3 separate regions of the Mus musculus genome follow, and all the other regions are linked to region 2. A link is a contact called in public HiChIP or PLAC-seq data. All regions are on one chromosome and are shown on one strand. Each heading gives the region's core, a stretch centred on a gene start, on an enhancer-like site or on the middle of the called end of the contact. The rest is flanking DNA. Distances are from core to core; before and after follow the strand shown. Region 1 overlaps Usp12 (ubiquitin specific peptidase 12). Region 2 overlaps Plut (PDX1 associated lncRNA, upregulator of transcription). Region 3 has its middle 20 kb from the start of Gm10858.

Region 1 (4,579 bases), core at 327-2,826, 480 kb before region 2:
AGTGCATATAGAAAGCGCTGCTAAGATCCAGCTGGTCCTCGGGAGCGTCTAGTTTCTCTGTGGATTCTCAGACCACACAGCATATTGATTATCCACTCAACAATGAAGTGCAGCGTGTTGTGCAAGCCTCCCCACCCCGCTCTCCACCTGCGTGCTGCATACCCTTCCCATCCGGCTGCTTCTTAAGCCCTTTCAGTGTTTTCCTTCCTTTCTCACAGGGTCTCACTCCATGACTCAGGCTGGTCTGTATCTCATAGCAATCCCCATGCTTCAGTCACCAGTGCTGCGACTCTAGGTGGGAGCCACCACTCCTGTGCCTCAGCCTGCCCCATTTCCACCACAACTTACCCAGTGTTAGGTGGCTCCCCTGACTTGGCCCACAAGGTCTCCCTGGATTCTATACTGAGAATAACAAGTTTGTCTTGTAGATCTGAGTCTTTCTACCTCCTGTACTGCAGGGTAAATTCCCACAAACCCTGCCCAACTCGTTCCTGCCCAGCTTTCGCACACTCAAACCCATTCTGCACATTTCAATCTCAAACCAATGCAGTAATAATGCAGCTGGAGTGGCCCTTCACCCCTGCCTGCTGGATTCCAGGCCCCGAAAGCCCCGTGAGACGTATAAGAGCCCAAAGCCCACGAGTCCCAAGGCTGCAACATGCCCTAGTCCAAACAGACTTAACATCAATTTGATCTTTAGCTCTCTATACTTGCATGCTGTGATTTGCCCATCAGGGACAGTTGATCCAAAGCACTGTGGCCCACTTCCCATTCCTACAAGCAAGAGCACTGCAGGCCACCCACCCCTGCACTGAGTGTATGCTGCTGACCACTCCACAAACCCTCTCATGGTTCCACCTGAAGCCATGCAAATCACACTACAAGCTCTAGGCGGCTCTAAAGGTGAGATAGCGGAAGTCAATGACCTTTAACCTTTGCTCTCAGTGTGGCAAACCCTCTCTGAGGCACTACTTCCTAATGCTGGGGCTCCTCCTCCATGTCCACCCTCCCCGCTGCTTCTGGGCGTTGTCTCTCACCTACCTCTGACTTTCCAGCCTGCAGCTGCCACTTCTAACTTACTTCATGCTTGCTTGAGTATCAGAGCCCGCCAAAGGAAAAGCATAAAGATCTATCCATACAGAGAGCCACCACCCTTTCACTGACTAAATGCCAGCTTCTCCCAACTCACTGGTGGCCTGACTCACAGACCACCCCAATATCCACGGCAACCTTAATATCTCAGTGTCAAGGTCACTTCCTTGAATGAACCTCTTTTTCTTTAAATACAAAAACAGCAAAACAAAACAAGAGACAGCTTTTCACTTGCTCACTAGTGTTAAGAACCAGAAGAATGATAAAAAGACATTAGAAAATCAGAATGGCCTGGGTGATGCCTCTTACCTGTGACCTTGACACTGGAGGCTGAGACACATTGAGTTTGTTTAGTTTGATGTCAAGCTGAGTTACAGAGTTCAAGGCTCGTGTAGGCTTCAGAGGAGATGCAAGGGAGAGGGAAGGCAGGGTGAGGAAGTGAAGGGAGGCAGGAAGTCTTTCTAAGAATAGCTGGGAACCTAGTTACCAGCTTCGATGATTACCTCATGGCAGTGGGCAGCACACACTGGATCAACGCCACCATCTCTAACACTGTAATCTTCCCTTAAAAGCCACTTTCACGTATATGCACGTTCTTTCAAAACAACTGCTATGCTTATTCTTCAAAGATGCAAACGAGTTTTTAATGAAAATCTTCTTGGGGAGGAGAAAGGAGTGAGTAGTCCACGTACCAGTGGCTTCAGATCCCTGAAAAATGCCCTACCTTGAACTTTAGAACTGATACAGGAGGCAGGGCAGCAGCCCCATGTCTTCAGTAAATGTTATGCTCAGTATACCAGCATCTTGCAACCCCCGGACAGACGATGGCTACTTACAGTTTAAAGGGATCAGCAGGATTATACAAATATCAACTCACAGCCAGAGGGAAGAGCTGAAGGGTTGCACTGTACTGCTTACAATGGCCACGTTTTCTTCCTAATACAGAAATAGCTAGAGCTTTCATAAGAAAGCAGTGTGCTGTTCTTAGGTGAAACAGAACTGGATAAAGTAAACATGAGAATTATACTCAAATCTTTCTAACAGGTGTCATTTACAAACGTCTGGCGTGTGCTCCTTTGCAGCACGCCCAGGCTTACACGCACGGATTTATGTTTTCAGTGACACATGACTTTGTCATCACTCCACTCTTCACATTCAGATCCCGTCAGAACCAGACCCTTCCTTAGTCAGCACAGCTGCATTGCTAGCACAGCAGGGGTGGCGGCAGGGACCCAGGATGTGATTAATGTTTTTTGAATGAATGAATGAATGAACAAATAAATGAATGAACAACTGAACAAAAACAGGTGTTCAAACAGCTATGAAATGTGCAAAAAGATGTGGCTCATAACAACGTGAAAAAATGCATACACGCATACATACATATATGCCATATCTAGTATACAGGCTAAGGTTTATAAAGTCAGACAGAGCTCAAAGCCACTGATATGGCTCAAGGCCACCTTAAGGTCTGAGAACTGCTCAGCTGACAGTGAGCACTGACAGTCACCTCACTCACCTGTGTGGCATTTCCTCCATGGTAAAATGGCGCCTACAGGAAGCAGCACTGGCTAGAGGGGCTCACAGCGTCCCTGAGGACTGCAGCAGCCCTGCCTTACCCTTCAATGCTGTTCTCACCATCCAATACCCATCCATGCATGGGGCTCCTGTCCCAATGACACCTACAGCCCCTGACAGCTTCCCAGACTCCGTAACTGTTCTGTTCCGGCTGGCCACCCTCCAGTGCACCTCACAGCACTCTCCAGCACTCTCTGCTTCCATCCCACTTACCTAGGCTGCCAGGCGGCCTCTAATCTCACCTGATCAAAAAACCTAGGATAGCAAAAACTCTTCTCAAGGATAAAAGAACCTCTGGTGGAATCACCATGCCGGACCTAAAGCTGTACTACAGAGCAATTGTGATAAAAACTGCATGGTATTGGTATAGTGACAGACAAGTAGACCAATGGAACAGAATTGAAGACCCAGAGATGAACCCACACACCTATGGTCACTTGATCTTTGACAAGGGAGCTAAAACCATCCAGTGGAAAAAAGACAGCATTTTCAACAAATGGTGCTGGCACAATTGGCAGTTATCATGTAGAAAAATGCGAATTGATCCCTTTCTATCTCCTTGTACTAAGGTCAAATCTAAGTAGATTAAGGAACTCCACATAAAACCAGAGACACTGAAACTTATAGAGGAGAAAGTAGGGAAAAGCCTCGAAAATATGGGTACAGGGGAAAAATTCCTGAATAGAACAGCAATGGCCTGTGCTGTAAGATCGAGAATCGATAAATGGGACCTCATAAAATTGCAAAGCTTCTGCAAGGCAAAAGACACCGTCAATAAGACAAAATGACCACCAACAGATTGGGAAAGGATCTTTACCTATCCCAAATCGGATAGGGGACTAATATCCAACATATATAAAGAACTCAAGAAGGTGGACTCCAGAAAATCAAATAACCCCATTAAAAAAAGAGTGTCCCTACACCCACACTAGATGGCTGCTCACACTTCCATGCTACCTCTGCTTGTTTCTCCTTCCTAGTAAAGTCACACCACATACACACAGAGTTGTGGGCACTCGCCCTCCCCTGTGGAGGGTCAGGCCTCCACAGGGCTGGTATACAACAGGAAATCAGTATGCAAGGATCAATGTGAACAAGTACCTAGTCATCAAAGATAGCACCGGCCGTGGTGGCGCACGCCTTTAATCCCAGCACTCGGGAGGCAGAGGCAGAGGCAGAGGCAGGCGGATTTCTGAGTTCGAGGCCAGCCTGGTCTACAAAGTGAGTGCCAGGACAGCCAGGGCTATACAGAGAAACCCTGTCTCAGAAAACAAAACAAACAAACAAACAAACAAACAAACGAGTGTTGCTGTGGAGCTGAAGGAGTCCTGTGCCTGTGCACATACCGGGAGATAAAACCTAGAACACAGACTTGTTGAATGAGTAGAAACCAAAGTCTGTTCCTTCTCCAAATGCAAACAATTAACAAATGGAAGCGGCAACGAGGGTGACTGTGCTGAGAACGCATGCGCCTCTAACCCTGACCCGGGACGGAAGAGGTCAAGGCAGGCGGTCAGCCCAACAGGGCTTCCCAGAGATTTAAAGGAAAGCATATGAGGGGGAAGACAGTAACCTACTTCATCTATACACCCCACAAAATTCTCAAGAAGAAATCCAAAACCCTGAGGTAAATATTAATGTATTCCAAATCATATTTGCAGATGCCAACAATACCAAGAAATAAGAATAGAAAGTATGAGAAGACACGCTTATCATAAATGTTTAACTGGCATCTGTCTCACTGAAGCAGGCAGTAAGGAGGTCTGCTGCTTTATTCATTTCCTAGATACAAACAAAACCAAAACAAACCCAACAACAACCACAACTTTAAAAACCCTCTACAAACCAGGAAGTCTTCAAGCATGGAATTGAATAGGATGTTCAAAACACTGTAACTTCAGGGCTTGGG
Region 2 (4,486 bases), core at 600-3,099:
TCTGTGAACCAACTCCACGCACAAACCCTTAGCAATCTCTTTATTCTCTCCCACTGAATAAAATCCAGATTCTCCTGGGTGCCTTTGTCATACACTATGGGGACAGCTCAAGCCCTTAGCTGGCGAGAAAATAGACACTGCCTTCTTAGCTGATTCTATGAGGTGCACAAGATAAAGACGCTGCAAAAAGGCACCCTGGCCCTGAAGGAGTTTGAGGTATGGTTTGCTGAGTGGTGACAGCACAGTGCATGCTCCCTTTGTCACATAATTCCTCGTCACTCAGGGTCATGAGTCCCCCTCACTTCTGTGCAAAGCCTTGTCACAACCAGCAGTGGGTAGCCTGCATGCTCCAGGCCGCCATGCCCCAGGACTGTACGGAAAAGCCTCCATTTCTCTGTAATTGGCTCCTGTCTCTTCAGGATGATGGTCTATCAGCTTCCTTCCATTTCAAGAGGACTGACTGGAGGGCTCTGACAGGCCTGGTGTCAACAGTTGCGTGCTGCTGTGGTTAGCCATCTTCACGTTTCCTTGTGTGAATGTTGAACCTAAGCTGCAGGAAGCAGAACCGTGGCCTTCTCAGGAAATGTTTACATGTGTTCTTCAGGAAGGATTTTCCTTTCCACTCAGTGTTGGGAAAACAGGGCAAACAGCTGTGCTTTCTAAGGCCCACATTCCACCATCAGCCTTTCAGATCAGAATAAAGGACTTTTCTTATTGCCACCAGTTTGCCATAACTCAAGACATGTACCCCGTGTGAGGTCTGGAAGAGTCTTTGCTGGATGCGATCACAGGGGTCAGATAAAATGATATGCCCCTCCCACAAGGCCAACGCTAATGTTGACAGGAGGAAGGAAATGGCCCAAAAGTAAATGGAAGAGAAGGAGGAGGGTGAAAGGGGAGAGGGAGGAGGGTGGAATGGATGAGGCATTACTTACAGGGGTGTGGCCAACTTACCAGTGACCACAAGGCTAAAGAAAAATGTCTCTCTGTCCCTCAGAAAACATTAGCTTCTTTCAACCCTGATCAGAATCATGGGGATGGAGACATGACTCAGTGGCGAGGAGCCCTGGCTGCTCTTCCAAAGAGCCCAGGTTCAATTCCCAACCCAGGCATGGTGGTTCACACTCCTATAACTCCAATTCCAGGAGATGTGACGCCCGCTCCTGGCCTCCTTGGGCACTTGTCATGCAGGTGTTTCACAGATATCCATGCAGGCCAAACACCCGTATATACAAAGTAAGTAAATGAATACAATATAAAAAAATAATTTTTAATTGTTGGGACACACTGACATCTCAACAGGGCATATAACCCCTTTAAGTGGAGACCCTGATTGACTGAGGGAGTAGTAGGAAGGAAGAGAATAGCCTTTCTGGTGGTGGTCGGGTCCCTCACCTTTCTGATGGCAGTCGGTACCTCCGCAGCTCCTCCACCCCATATTCATTGACTCTTAAGTGCCAAGTGTGGTCATGCACCGCAGTCACCCACGGACACGGCTAAACTAGACTTCCGATCTCCACCCTAGCACACACCTACCAAACCAAAATTTTTGAAGAGGAGCTAGTTTAAGAGGCGAGGGGGTGTGGCTCAGCATCAGGGGGCTCCCAGATTCTATGCCTCACACCCAAAAGTGAAATCAGAGCTTTTACGTACCTGCTTGGGGGATCCGGTGCGGCACCAGGTCGGGCACCAAACTGTGAAAGTCCTCTGCAGACCCTGTCTCCTTCTCTAGCTGTCCTTGGGTCACAAGGGCAGCAGCTTGGTTAGTCACTCCATGACCTGCCTTGCCACTGCCTAACCTGTACTTCAGGGTGCCTCATAAGAAGTATAAGGAACGGCTGACTCACCCCAAGAACTTTGAAACCTGCAGATATAAGGTGGTGCCAACTCCTCACTGTACTTACCGGCACACCACAGAGAGCGCTCTTTGAGGACGTCTCAGCCACAGCTTCGCTGCCCACATGTCTGTCTTCCGTGACCTAAGTGACTGACCCCATAGCTCCTTGCTATATGAGAATCACAGAGCAAAGCATTTCCTCCGTAGCCTTTCTTCCTGGGATCTGCCCAGAACCTAGTGTTGAGTTTAATGCCGTGGACCTTAAACACTCCTCAGAGAACTAGCAGCAGTCAGCACACCACGCCTTTGCCAGGCGGCCAAAAGTCTCGGCGGGGCCAGTGGCTTTTATCCTGCAGATACCGAATTTCACATCTATCAATATTATCAGCTGGAGTGTTGTCGTTTTTATAAATGAGAACTGACTGCCCATAAATCATTCTCTGAGCAGGCCATTGTCAGGAGAAAGTGGCCATTCAGTTTACAAGCTAGCCAGACAGGTGTGCTAGTCACAAAGTCAGCAGATCTGGCAGGGAGAGAGAGCTCTCTTGTTCCTTCACTCCTGCAGAACACACACGGCTGGGACAGAGGCCATCGCCAGCAATCCCTGGCCTCTGCCTGTGATTTCCTCAATGTTCAGAGCCACAGCACGGAAGCCGCTCATGGCTGCAGCAGTGGTTCTCAACCTTCCTAATGTGGTGACCCTATTTAATAGGGTTCCTCATGTTGTGGGAACATTCTTTTTATTGCTACTTCATAACTGCAACTTTGCTATTGTTAGGACCTGTAATGTAAATTCCTGTGGTGCCTTCCAAAGGTCTGGCGGGGTGGGGGGGTGGGGGGGTCATGACCCACAGGTTGAGAACCTCTGGTTTAGAGGCTGAGGACATGCAGGGTGGAATCTTCCCTCAGCCCTCCTACCTCACTCCCTCTAACCCCATAACTGACATATCACTGGGATCTAGTTCAGATTTTCAAGTTGAGATGAAGTTTCATGACTGAAAAGACAATATAGATCCAGGTGTTGAGTACTTAGAATGGGTAAACTACTAGGATGTCTGTGAAATCCCTAGTTTGTCTCTCTCTCTCTCTCTCTCTCTCTCTCTCCCTCCCTTCCTTCCTTCCTTCTTTCTTTCTTTACTTTCTTTTCTTTCTTTCTCTCTCTCTCCCTTCCTTGCTTCCTTTCTCTTTTTGAGACAGAGTTTCTTCACGTAGCTCTGGCTGTCCTGGAACTTGCTCTGTAGACCAGGCTGGCCTTGAACTCAAAGATTCAGCTGCCTCTGCTTCCCGGGTGCTGGGACTAAAGGTGTGCGTCACCACTGCCCAGCTTTTCAGTCTCAGTTTCCTGATTCAGAAGGTCTGGCTGGCGCCTTAGACCGTATTTTGTAGAAGCTCGCGGGAGATGTTTGTGCTGATCCGAGGACCACATGTTGAGAAGCCCTGCTTTGTCTGTGATACTCACCAGAATTGCAATGTCACAGTTCAGACTTATCCCTGAGCAGACCTGACCTTCCCACTCCAACACTTCCACGTCTTCTCCTGGATCCAGGCTCTCTGGGGTCTGTCCTCCATACCCAGGTCTCTGCCTGGAGAAACCTGACAGTCATTTTCGTCCATTACTCTGTCTAAGGGAGCAGAGGAGGGACAATCCCATCGCAATCGAGTTGGGAACGGCTGCTGTCCAAGCAGCAGTCTCTCTTGGGAGCGTATGGGTGGCATACCTGGCTGTGTACCTCCATGGGGTGGGTCACCATTTCTTCTGTCTTCATATCCGACAAGCTCGTGTTCTTGGTATCCAAAGCAACCAAACCCGAGTCTCCTCAGACACACGTGGCTTTAAGAAAAACGTGCAACAGTCGCATTCAAGAAAAAGAGCGTGTCATCCAGACCAGAGCTCTGGTGGGCCGGTGCTGTGCTGTCTAGGAGAAATACGGAGTCACAGGTCGTATCCCCTCTTCAGCCATTCACCCTTTACCTTGTATCATCTCCCACAGTCTGTCTTTGGCAAGGAGCCTGGGCCTTTGTGAGCCTTCACCCTCATTTCATGTCCCCACCCCCACCCCACCCCGCCCCCAGTCACTTTTCTTTGTCCTCAAAGCAACCTTTCTTTTCCTTGGTCTCTGCCAACCAGTGGGCGGGTTAGGACAAGCACTGGCAGGGATACACATATGGAAGGTGCCCCCATGACCCTCCGGTAATCCACGAAGCCCCTTACCACCCTACACGCACTTTAGGATATGAATACCCTTGCTACCCTACAGACAGTGCAGGCTAATGGTTTTGGCCTCTATGCTCTGATTAAGGACTGGTCTGAAACCTTTTGTCTGTGAATAAATGGATGGCATTAAGGTCACATATAAGACAAGCAGATACTACTCATTTGCCTCCACAGTAGCCCTGGGGCATGGTGACCCTGAATGGACCCCATCATCTGCGGGCCTTCGAAGGCTAGTTTAGTTGTCAACTTGACTCCATCTGGTATTAACTAAAACCCAAATGGCTGGGTATACCTGTGAGGAATTTTTTTTAATTAAATCATTTGAAATTGGAAGACCCACTGTTAATCTATATCTTTGAGGTAGGAGGATACACCTTCACGCCAGATCTTTTGAGGTGGGAAGGTCTATTTTTTAAGCTGGGTCATACCTGCGG
Region 3 (4,317 bases), core at 1,074-3,573, 320 kb before region 2:
TTCTCACATCAACTCTCCCCCCCTCTCCCCCGGTTTGCTTTGCTTTGGTTTGAGACAGCCAGGGCTACACAGAGAAACCCTGTCTTGGAAAAAAAAAAACAAAAAACAAAAAACAAAAACCAAAAGGGAGGGTATAGGTTTACAGATGGTTGTGAGTACCATGGAGGTGCTGGGAATTGAACCTGGGATCCACTGCAAGAGTAGCCAGTGCTGCTAACCTTTCTCTCTGGCCCCTCTTTTTTTTTTTTTTTTTGAGCTTGGATGACACAGATTTGGAACCCATGGGAACATGTTTCCGGGCAGACACCCTCAAAGAGGTGATGCTAAATCCTGACTTGACCTGACTCTTCCTCAGACAGCAGCACACTGTCATGAAAGTTCGGTCAATACCATTTCCACAGGCAGGGCAACACCTTCAGTTCTATCTACTCTAATAGAAACGATCAATAGCACTCCTTTGATACTGATGTGACAATTGGTTGCATTGATTTGGATCAAGTTGCTAAGTGATACTGCCACCAACTCTCCACAAGGCATTTCCCCAAGTTAGTTTAAACCATGGCTTATTTCCCCTCAAACGAGCTCAGAACATAAAAATTTAATTGTTTTTATGTATAGGAAACTATTCTGTTTTTTAAAAAATAATCTCTCATTAGTATATTCTTTTTTGTTTGTTTTTTTTTTTTCAAGAAGTATATTCTTTTTGAAAATAAAATTGTATTTGTGGAGGGGAAACTGGGGAGAGGGATAACATTTGAACTGTAAATAAATAAAATAACCAATTTTAAAAAATGAATAAAAAAGAAAATAAAAGTTTATTAACTCTTTAGATTTTTGTTGTTGTTTTTGTTTTTTGTTTTACGTAGTCCTGACTGTCCTAGAACTCTCTCTCTCTAGACCAGGCTGGCCTCAAACTCAGAGCTCTCTCTGCCTTGGCTTCCTGAGTGCTGGGATTAAAGATCTGAGCCACCACCGCCCAGCAATCCTTTAGAATATATACTATATATTTAATACTATTTTCACTTCTTCTGAATTCACACTCATCTCCCCATCCATTTGAGTTCCCTTTTGTTTTTTAAATGTAAATTTCTCCCAACTCCAGCTTGTGCCTTCCATGTACTTCTCTGGGTGTGGGGCCATATACTGAGGTGTGGCTGACCTACCTGGAACCACAGAGTCTATTTTGAGAGATCAGTAACCAGCAATCTTCTGTACTCTTGTTGGCAGGGGATTAAACTTAGGGACTCCCACCTGCTTTGTTTTTTGATGGAAAAGGAGACATTTTGCCATGGAGAACAAGAAACACTGTGTACCACCAACACCAAAGACAGAGCTTAAGGTCAAGAGATATCTTCAAAAGACAGTCCAAGCACCCAATGTATATTGACTGGTACTGTTAGAAATAAACGAGATTTGTGTGAGAGAGCTTTGTGGACTCTAAATGTCCTTCATGGGGCTAAGAGAGAGAGGGGATCTATCTCTAGGGTGACGGATGGTACACTGAAGGAGAGTTTCCCAGAAACCCAGGTAATTGTTGTGCACCCCGAATGCAAGTCTGAAGCCAAAACTTAGACAAGTCAAGTCTGTGGACACATTCCCAAATTTGAAAAACTCCCCAAGTCAGAAACACGCTGGTCCTAGGCATGTCACACCGGGTGCAAGCAAATATGTTTGTACAGACATCAGTCAGCAAGCCTGGGGCAGCTCCGTCTCTGCCCATCAGGGGGCTCCACTCCTTTTCTTGGATTATGTGACTGGACTCCACACTCTGTGTGGAAGGCTCCCTACCCTTACTCCCCGGCTCATCTATGATCTAGATTAAAGCCCCAGGGCAGCCGCAGATGGAGAATCACAACCTCAGCTAAAATAGACGGCCTCATAGAAATGCTGTCCAGGCTGGGTGCGCATCAGAAGCCAGCCTGGTCTACATAGTGAGTCTCAGGCTAGCCAGTGCTACAATGGGAGAAAAAAAAAAGCGCTATTCAGTTCGAATAAGAAACATCTCCCATAGGCTCAAATAGTTAAACACTTGGCCCCCAATTTACGGTAACATTGTCTGTGGAGGACTAGAAGGTGTGACTTTACTGGAGAACGTAGGTCACTGGGGCTGGGGGGTGGGGGGGGGAAGCGTGTTGACCTCTAGAAATGGCCATTTTGAGAATGCTCTTGATGCTTTGAGCTTGTGTTTGAAAATGTGAGCTCTCAGCTTCCTGCCCCTCCTACTGAGCCTGCAGTTTGCCGCCAAGCCTCCCTGCTGTGGTGGTAAGTACACTAAACCCTTCCTTCTGTAAACCGACTGACTCCCTCGTGGGGTATTTTGTCGCTGCAACAGGAAACTGACTAAGACAAGCTCCAGGAGGCTAGACATTAATAATACATGGCTGGGGCTGGAGAGATGTCTCAGCAGTTAAGAGCACTGGCTACTCTTCTAGAGGTCCTGAGTTCAACTCTCAGCAACCTGACCATCTATAATGTGATATGATTCCCTGGCTGGCATGCAAATGGGATACTCATACACATAAAATAAAGTTTAAAAAAAGAGAGAATATGTTGCTGGCAGCACTTGGGAGGCAGAGGTAGGTGGAGCTCTAAGTTCAAGGCCAGCCTGGTCTACAAAGAGAGTTCTAGGATAGCCAGGGCTACACAGAGAAACTCTGTCTCAAAACAAAAGAATTCATTATTGGCCACATGTGTGATACAAGCCAAGGAGGCTAAGAACTGGAGACCTAGGGCCAGCCTGGGCTATAGTGAAATCCTGTCTCAAAACACCAGAAAGCTAAGAAAAGAAAAAAAATCCATTCTGGTATCTTTGAATAACTTAAGATTAATGGGAGACTCAGCCATCGGGGTTCTTTTTTTTTTTTTTTTTTTTTTTTTAATTTATTTATTATATGTAAGTACACTGAAGCTGTCTTCAGACACTCCAGAAGAGGGCGCCAGATCTCGTTACGGATGGTTGTGAGCCACCATGTGGTTGCTGGGATTTGAACTCCTGACCTTCGGAAGAGCAGTCGGGTGCTCTTACCCACTGAGCCATCTCACCAGCCCCATCGGGGTTCTTTTATTTTATATCTCTCTGCCCCTGGGTCTTAAATTAAAAAGAATGACAACAAAAACCCCACTTGGTTCTCATAATTTTCAAATCTACTATACATATATTTTAGTATGACTGTACAAGTTCTGTATTATTGCCTCTATTTTCAGATAATGAGGTTAACTTGACATTGAAAAACCATGAAGTAGGGGCTAGAGAGATGGCTCGCAGTTAAGAACACTGGCTGCTCTTCCAGAGGTTCTGAGTTCAATTCCCAGCAACCATGAGGTGGCTCACAACCATCTATAATGGAATCTGAAGCCCTCTTCTTGTATATCTGTAGGCAGTGACAGTGTATTCATATACATAAAACAAAAATAAAATATTTGAAAAAAACAATTTAAAAAAAGAAAGAGGGCTGGTGAGATGGCTCAGTGGGTAAGAGCACCCGACTGCTCTTCCGAAGGTCCGGAGTTCAAATCCCAGCAACCACATGGTGGCTCACAACCATCTGTAAGAAGATCTGACTCCCTCTTCTGGAGTGTCTGAAGACAGCTACAGTGTACTTACATATAATAAATAAATAAATCTTAAAAAAAAAAAAAGAAACCCTTACTCCATTTTAAAAAGAAAGAAAGAAAGAAAGAAAGAAAGAAAGAAAGAAAGAAAGAAAGAAAGAGGAAAGAAAGAAAGAAAGAAACAAAGAAAGAAAGAAAGAAAGAAAGAAAGAAAGAAAGGGAGAAAGAAAGAAAGAAAGAAAGAAAGAAAGAAAGAAAGAAAGAAAGAAAGAAAGAAAGAAAGAAAAGCCATGAGGTACAGAAATGAATATTTAGTGGCTTAAGAGGTGGCTCAGCAGATAAGAGCATCGGCCACTCGTATAGAAGACCCAAGTTTGGTTCCTAGCACCCATATGGCAGCTCACAACTGTCTTAAGTTCAATTACAGGGGATCCAACATCCTCTTCTGGCCTTCATGTGCACAAGGGATGTATATAGGACACAGCCATACATCCAGGCCAAACACTCACTCGCATAAAAATAATAAAACGAGTGAGTCTCTGGCCGGTTAGCTCAGTTGGTTAGAGCGTGGTGCTAATAAAACGAGCGAATATTTACCTAGAAAAAAAAGAAGAAATTATAAAAATAACAAATGTTTTATAAGCTGACAGATTCAAACATCTCAAGATCCCAAACATAACATATTTAAATGTATTAACTACCCAATGCAATGTTTCCCTTGTAAGCCTTATTTTTTCCCCCACATTAAAATGTTGTGAGAAAGTT

What was found. HiChIP or PLAC-seq counts read pairs in DNA pulled down with a chosen protein or histone mark.
Region 1: a contact with region 2 is called in a FOXA1 HiChIP or PLAC-seq map of pancreatic cancer cells. The contact joins two enhancer-like sites. A contact is called at or near these places in 1 of 115 datasets of contacts at active chromatin or transcription factors (pancreatic cancer cells) and 1 of 9 other capture datasets (embryonic stem cells).
Region 3: a contact with region 2 is called in a FOXA1 HiChIP or PLAC-seq map of pancreatic cancer cells. The contact joins two enhancer-like sites. A contact is called at or near these places in 4 of 39 promoter capture datasets (embryonic stem cells, liver, pre-B cells and 1 more), 8 of 15 datasets of contacts at CTCF or cohesin (CD8 T cells, the G1E-ER4 cell line, the NIH/3T3 cell line and 4 more), 193 of 484 Hi-C or Micro-C datasets (the 63-12 cell line, the AML12 cell line, the AtT-20 cell line and 103 more), 34 of 115 datasets of contacts at active chromatin or transcription factors (the HPC-7 cell line, PVALB interneurons, Th17 cells and 25 more) and 3 of 9 other capture datasets (adipose tissue, embryonic tail and embryonic trunk).

The regions. Positions count from the first base shown.
Region 1 is chr5:146,756,550-146,761,128 of GRCm38.p6, forward strand. The region is part of intron 3 of Usp12 (ubiquitin specific peptidase 12); the gene reads right to left. Among named protein-coding and RNA genes, the nearest start is that of Usp12, 36 kb to the right of the region's middle. Within about 2 kb of position 1,577, at least 55 of the 459 cell types and tissues checked have an H3K27ac peak or open chromatin away from gene starts, as enhancers often do. A contact at or near this core is called in pancreatic cancer cells, where this site is marked.
Region 2 is chr5:147,233,757-147,238,242 of GRCm38.p6, forward strand. All of the region lies in intron 3 of Plut (PDX1 associated lncRNA, upregulator of transcription), which reads right to left. It overlaps Gm38750 (a long non-coding RNA gene), which reads right to left. Exons shown (of 3, transcript XR_868709.1): 1 at 4,481-4,486; 2 at 3,556-3,753; 3 at 3,122-3,420. Among named protein-coding and RNA genes, the nearest start is that of Gm38750, 2.6 kb to the right of the region's middle. Within about 2 kb of position 1,850, at least 20 of the 459 cell types and tissues checked have an H3K27ac peak or open chromatin away from gene starts, as enhancers often do. A contact at or near this core is called in the HL-1 cell line and pancreatic cancer cells, where this site is marked.
Region 3 is chr5:146,914,733-146,919,049 of GRCm38.p6, forward strand. No RefSeq gene overlaps it. Among named protein-coding and RNA genes, the nearest start is that of Gm10858, 20 kb to the left of the region's middle. Within about 2 kb of position 2,324, at least 22 of the 459 cell types and tissues checked have an H3K27ac peak or open chromatin away from gene starts, as enhancers often do. A contact at or near this core is called in the HL-1 cell line and pancreatic cancer cells, where this site is marked.